Linked DNA regions of Zea mays: region 2 is linked to region 1. The links are chromatin contacts, called in public Hi-C maps. All regions are on one chromosome and are shown on one strand. The core of a region is the stretch at or near the end of the contact, and the rest is flanking DNA. Distances in the headings are between cores, read along the strand shown. Region 1 overlaps LOC100217316. Region 2 overlaps LOC103647984 (transcriptional corepressor SEUSS).

The links. Hi-C and Micro-C count contacts between places; a contact is called where the count stands out from the background.
Region 2: a Hi-C map of ear shows a contact between it and region 1, with 2.3 times the contacts expected there. The contact joins two enhancer-like sites. A contact is called at or near these places in 2 of 25 Hi-C or Micro-C datasets (ear and tassel).

Annotation. Positions count from the first base shown.
Region 1 is chr2:226,671,100-226,674,488 of Zm-B73-REFERENCE-NAM-5.0, reverse strand. LOC100217316 reads right to left here. Exons shown (of 10, transcript NM_001359585.1): 10 at 2,365-3,074. The coding sequence ends at 2,712. Among protein-coding and RNA genes, the nearest start is that of LOC100217316, 11 kb to the right of the region's middle. Within about 2 kb of position 1,913, at least 19 of the 20 cell types and tissues checked have an H3K27ac peak or open chromatin away from gene starts, as enhancers often do. A contact at or near this core is called in ear and tassel, where this site is marked.
Region 2 is chr2:226,964,444-226,967,705 of Zm-B73-REFERENCE-NAM-5.0, reverse strand. LOC103647984 (transcriptional corepressor SEUSS) reads left to right here. Exons shown (of 10, transcript XM_008672496.3): 10 at 1-842. LOC100501389 reads right to left here. Exons shown (of 2, transcript NM_001196121.2): 2 at 2,770-3,262. The coding sequence ends at 3,005. Among protein-coding and RNA genes, the nearest start is that of LOC100501389, 7.9 kb to the right of the region's middle. Within about 2 kb of position 1,310, at least 20 of the 20 cell types and tissues checked have an H3K27ac peak or open chromatin away from gene starts, as enhancers often do. A contact at or near this core is called in ear and tassel, where this site is marked.

The sequences.
Region 1 (3,389 bases), core at 664-3,163:
CGACCCCAGGGCTCGGACTCAGCCTCGACCTCGGAGGAGTCACCGCCTCGCCCGACCTTGGGCTCGGACCGACCACGTTACAGGGGGGAACATCATTACCCTACCCCTAGCTAGCTCAGGCTACGGGGAACAAGACCGGCGTCCCATCTGGCTCGCCCCGGTAAACGAGTAATGATGGCACCCCGCATGCTCCCATGACGACGGCGGTTCTCAGCCCCTTACAGAAGCAAGGAGACGTCAGCAAGGTCCCGACAACTGTGCTTCTACAGGGCTCAAGCGCTCCTCCGACGGCCACGACATCACATGAACAGGGCTCTAACACCTCTCCGACAGCCACGTCGGCATGTACATAGGGCTCTGTCTCCTCTCTGCTAGACACGTTAGCACATTGCTACACCCCCCCATTGTACACATGGGGCTTCTCCTTACATCTATAAAAGGAAGGTCCAGGGCCCTCGTACGAGAAGGTGGCCGCGCGGGAGAACGGGCTGACGGACAGGCTCTCTCTCTCTCTCTCTCTCTCTCTCCCTCGCGAACGCTTGTAACCCCCTACTGCAAGCGCATCCGCCCTGGGCGCAGGATAACACGAGCCGCGGTTTTCCCCCTTGTGTTCCATCTCGCGCCGACCCATCTGGGCTGGGACACGCAGCGACAATTTACTCGTCGGTCCAGGGACCCCCCGGGGTCGAAACGCCGACAATTGTCTCTGTAATTTTTCTAAGAACTGCGATTATCTAATCTACAGACTGTAGTGATACACATGTTGACCTCTACCCATTCTCTCAAAGAAACCGAACCAAACAGTCAGAACTCACAAGCTCCTAAAAATACTCCCTCCATTCTTAAATATATGATGTCGTTGACTTTTTAGAAAAACTTTGACCACTCGTCTTATTCAAAATATTTATTCAAAAATGTAAAATTTTAAGTCAAGTTTAAACAATCTTAAGTGATAACACAAATCATAACAAAATAAATTATAATTCGTGATTTTTAGTGATGAACTGCAAGAACTAGAGGGTGGTTCTCCTTTTGTCTACAAGTCATTCTGATCCATTAATAGTGGCTAGTGATGAAGCCGAGCAACTAAACCCCTTCTGAGGTTAGTTCATTCAAACCTCCAAACAATTGTTGAATGCAGATTTTGCAGTGAGTCTATTAAAGCACCCAGTTCAAGTTCCTTCAACTGAACAAAAAAATGCATCAAGATGGACAGTTTAAATAGATCAATCGATGTATAGTTCTGAACCAAAAATAGGCATCACTTAACTGGTCCAAAAACTGTGCCCCAAACTGAAACCAGCAACTTCCTCTCGGTTCATGCATAAAAATTCATCAGAGTTCACTAGGACTCTGGAACTCGCTAGGTGCATCAGAGTTCATGCAGTTCATGATAAATAAGAGGAGAGCCGACCTTGTACTCGGTAGGTGCATACCTCACTAGCGTTGGGGTTTGGATCTTGGAGGAGACGACCTTGTACTGGATCTTGGAGAAGACCATGTACTGTGTCTTGGAGACAACATTGTATTGTACCTTCGAAGAACCGAATAATGGAGAATTAATTGAAACCTAGGTAAGTACATAATTTACAAGGAGGAGCGAAGGTCTTACATCGTGTCGCGGAAGACGACGGTGGAGGACAGTGAACCGAGGGCAGAGATGGCGGCGGAGGGCGACAAATCCGAGACGGTGGCGGTGGTGGAGGGCACTGTCGCCTCACGTCCCGCTCGCGACTGCGTCGGGGAAGGACGACGATGGAGCGGCAGCAGAGCGGATGGCAGCGGTGTGGACGATAGTGGCGGCGGAGGGCGTGGTTGCTCGGATCCGCTTGTGTCCCTTCCAAACTGGGGAAGGTTGCCCGGCCTCAGGTGGCCATGAGGGCTTCCACGGGTATCCCTCAGCATCGGGGGAGGACTGGACCGGGGTGTTTGTCTTCCAAATGGACCAAAAAGTATATCTCGGGTATATTTCCACGTGAGCTTTGGACCTAGGAAAAAGTATGATTTCTCCACGAGAAAGTGGCCTTCCAAACAAGCCCTTAGGGATTAATCGGGTGAGACAGGCTAGCCCACTCGTCAGCCTCCACCGGGGGTATGCTATGCAATGTAACAGGAAGTGTGGTGTGGCCGCATTGAGCTTCCAAACAGTCTAAAAACTAGACTAAAAGATATATATTAAAAAAGCTCGAACTTATAATTTAGTATATAAAAAGAGTAGCGAATAGAATATAGATATTGATTTGACCTGACTTAGCCCTGTTACATTTACAGGCAGCTGCTAGGAACTGATAATTCAATTGGTCAAGTGTGTAATTTTTCACCGTTCTTCGCCCACAAATTATCAATGGATAATAAACAACAAAATGGTAAAAGCATCGAAATGATCAGTCCCCCGCAAACAGCGAAGAAACAATCTTATTTTACAACGACTCGATTCTTTTCAACCTTTTTAGCATGAGTTTTTGATTTTCAGTATTGCACCCAAAACTGCATAAGGGGGGCAAAAATGGAATTACAGAATGGCCGCAACCGTACTATTCGCGAACCAGTGTCTGCTGGCTTTGGAAGTACACACACAGCACATGCAGAAATGTATATGGTCCCATAAATTAGAAAGCGACCTCGAGGACAGACTTCTAAAAGGCAAGTCTCTCAGCATATGTATCAACATGGCAAACCGGAACCCATTAGTCTCTCTGCGAGGTTCGAATTCATTGTTCAGGTTCAGACTCGGATACTTTGGGCGTCAATGTTTGCGGCTTCCCTCTGCCCATGCTGAATCCCCGTGAGCCATCCGGCATGCGAGGACCTGGAGGCTGTTTGTTAGCCGCTGTGAGGGGCTGTGGTTGAGCTGCCTGCTGCTGTTGCTGCTGCTCAATCATGACTGGGTGGCCAGATGGCGGTGGGGTTCCCACTGGACGGGTACTACTACTGTTACTGTGGTGGCTACTGTTTTGGTAGTGCTGGTGGTGTTGATTGTTGTTCTGTTGATGGTAACCACGCCCCCGGCCCCTGCCACCACGACCACGCCCCCGGACACGTCCTCGTCCCATATCTCCAGCGCTATCCTCAGTCTGTAAGAAATCAAAATGGTATCAGGTTTGTCACAAAGAAACCTCTTTAGTGAGCTTTGAGGTATAACAATTAACAACCAGACATTTAATAAATCGATCATCAACGAACCTTCTAATGAAAACCACAAACAATCCTTGCACAATAACAAACCAATGGTCTAGGGATTAATAACAGTGATAAAAAGTGGCAGTAACCAGCCAGTATAAACAGATGTCATATGTTCCACACGTATAAAATCATTAAGCTACGAAAGGAGAAGTACAGTGCTGGCGTCCATTTTTTTCTGCATCCGGTGGTTTTTCAACCCTCGAAAC
Region 2 (3,262 bases), core at 61-2,560, 290 kb before region 1:
TGCCGTGAAAGGGTACCATAAGCGATAGCGTGCGTCCCGGCTGGTACATGCAAAGTCTGTAACTGTCAGTTTGCCAATCTCTTCTTGATCTACTCCCCTGAGTTTTACAACATTTTGCCGATTCTTTACTGGGAGTTGCAATTCCACCATGTGCCACATCCTTTGTCCACTCTTCACCCATTTAATGCTGTGAAAAAAAGGTTCAAGTAGTTGTAGCATGGTATAACAGGTGTGTGTGTGGGAATTCCATATTAGCTCTTAGGGCATGTACAGTGGTGTTTAATGTGGAGGCTCTTAAGCTGTTTAAGGGGTGTATTTGCAAAAAAATCTTAGAGCCGTCTCTCCGTGAAGAGACGCCTCTGGCTCGTAAACCAAGTAGTAATAGACGTCTCACTTCCTACTGTACGAATTTGTCGTCTGTTCTATCAATCTGCTGTTGTACAAATACATTTAATTCTGTATTTATTAGTAGACTACATTTATAGACACTCCATTGTATAATAGAGTCTCTTAGTTGTCTCTTGTGCTTGGAGAACTGTTTTGGTGTCTCTCCACTGTACATGCCCTTAGATTTAGTGTTTCCTTCGTCATTGACATGCTGTGGAACGGAGAGCCAGAATTACAGGACTGGCTGCCAGCTGGGTGCCCGTCACTTGTTGCTTGCTTCAGTTATCTTTGGGAAAAGATACTCTGAAAGAATTAGGAGTTGTCCCTCGCCTTTTTTTTTCCCTTGCTGGATAACTTGTACCTTATCCTCTGTAATTTACCATGGCTCTCAGGAACATATGTGCCATTTGGTGGTTCACATATTGGTAACATAAGGGGTAATCGATAACGTTAAATTATATTTGTTTAATTCTAACCGTAATTGATACTGCACTATAAATGGATACCATCTTATTTAAATTTGTTACTGTCGCTATTCGAGTGTGAATCGTTAGCATTACTATTTACATTACATTTCGTAACCCAAACGTCAATTGACTTGCTCGTCTTGTTGGGACGAAACGTTCCAGTCGAGAAAAGAACTGGTAAAATACCTTTGGCTCACTGCTCTGTTGACGGGAACTTCGCAGTTCTGATTCACTGTTTTGAAAAGCGTACGAAGAATCTCACTTAACCATACAAAGTTCTAACTCACAAATTTGGATACAAAGTTCTGATTCACACAGACAGTCGACACAAGCAACAATGCAGCACCAATTGCATACTTCCAGATCCAGTGTTTCAGTTGCACACAGGGAGTGCGTGCGGCGTGCCCGTGGACCGTGGCCATGGGGTGTGGGCACGGTGGGCTGACGGGTGACGCGACTGTTCCTGTTGTTGGGTTGGACTTAGGCTCTTGGAGTGGGCTGCATCTGTATGCATGTAGTACGACGTATGCCATTGCCTACTGCTACCGTTCTACCGCTACCGGGTTGGGATTTGGAAGTTCGGGTTATTTGGGTTCTAAAAAAACTCGACCTGTGGGGTAAAATAGCTCTCAGATATTGTATTAAAAAGAAGACATTCTCATATACAGTAGGTAGAGAAAACTCTCGAACCTCTGTCCTACCCATACACAGCGGTATCGAAACCCATGTGAGAACGACCACGACCGAGACAGAGCCTTAGAACCTAAGACTAGAGGAGTGCTAATTAGAACACATAACCAACTCAGTTAGAGTCCCTTTCGCATTCGGGTTCTAGAGGAGGATGTATTTAGCCTTGTGGGTGTATAATTTTTTTTTTCTAGGGTGTATATATGATGAATCTAAATCTATAGAAATTTTATTTTGTGGGGGTGCATTTGCATTCATAGTTAGAAACCTAGCTTCGCCTCTGGGAGAATGGTTTTATAAGTTGTGATCCGAAATTCTCAAATAAAATTCGGGTTTTCGGTAATACATGTTCAGGTATCGGGCTACCGGTTTTTTTGTCCAAACCTGCATGTATCCCACGGGATATTGTTGTCAAATAAGCGAGGACAGAAAGAGCACCGGGTGCGTGATGATGATCATTCTCAGATGCTAATAAGCCTGCGAGGCAACCATCGAGATCGCTAGCCCTTGTCGCGGGCATTGCAACGGCCTGATCAACCAAAAGCCTTAGAACCAGTTGATTCAGGCGTTATCCGGTTCGATACCTCCCGTGATAGAACAATTTCGAGCTCCCGTATTGTCCCCTCAAGTTGGTGGCCAATAAATCGACTGGGGCCTATTTGAAAGACTATAGTTTCTAAGAAACTAATTTCTATCTCCGGATTCTTGGTTTATGTAAAAAAAAAAGGTGTGCGTGTTTCAAACCTAGTTGTTTGGAAACCAGTTTAGTTTTTTCTATACACAAAGACAAGTCTACAAAGACAAGTCTACGTTTACTCTATTTTAGAAGTAACTGATTCATTTTTTTCTTCATTTTTCTTTACTGCCAATTTTAAATATAGCTTAAACTCGTATTTTTGAATTCAATTTTTTTCAAATAATAATTAAACATTCAAATCGGGTAGAGCAGGCATCAAGGGTATCACGTGCACAAGCCTGAGAGCAGTGGCAATCACAATTTTTTACCGAACTAAGGACAGTACATAATTTACCGCACAGAAACTTGTTTTAGCTAGGAAATACTAGCTTCTTGGTTTTTTAGGAACTGAAAATCCAATTTCTAAAAGCTAAAGAATAAACTGGTTTTATAAACTAGTTTACTAAAAACCGGGTGCTTTCAAACAGACCCTAAGACATTACGGTAAAAAAAAAACTGGTGTTCTAAGCACAAAAAGATATCTTGGCAACTGATAAAATGTTTGTCAAACTCTATTAATGCTACCTAACTTTGTGAACGAAGGATTGACAAATATGGCCTTGACAAAACAGCAGCTTAACTAACAACATATTCGCTATTGTTATCTTACAGTAAGCACCAGAGCAAACACACTGTGCATAATTGACTGAAGAAACCAATCACCTGTAATGGACAGGGTATTATACTTTTAATCCCAAACTTCGAAAACCTAACTAACAATTTCACCTCAATGCAACCGGAACAAATTCTCAATGGAAGGGCCAATGGACATAACTTCATACACCCTTAGGTTCACGTGGGGCCTGGAAAGGGTAAACAAGGCCAGGCCATTGTTGGTGACCTTGGCACAGCCATTGATATGCACAGCTTCAAGGCGCGGACAGCCATTGCCGAGGGCCAGCAAGCTCTGGTCGCAGATGTGCCGGCAGCGGTTCACATGCAGCACTCTTAGCTTACTGCAGTACAGCCCGATCGCAGACCAGCC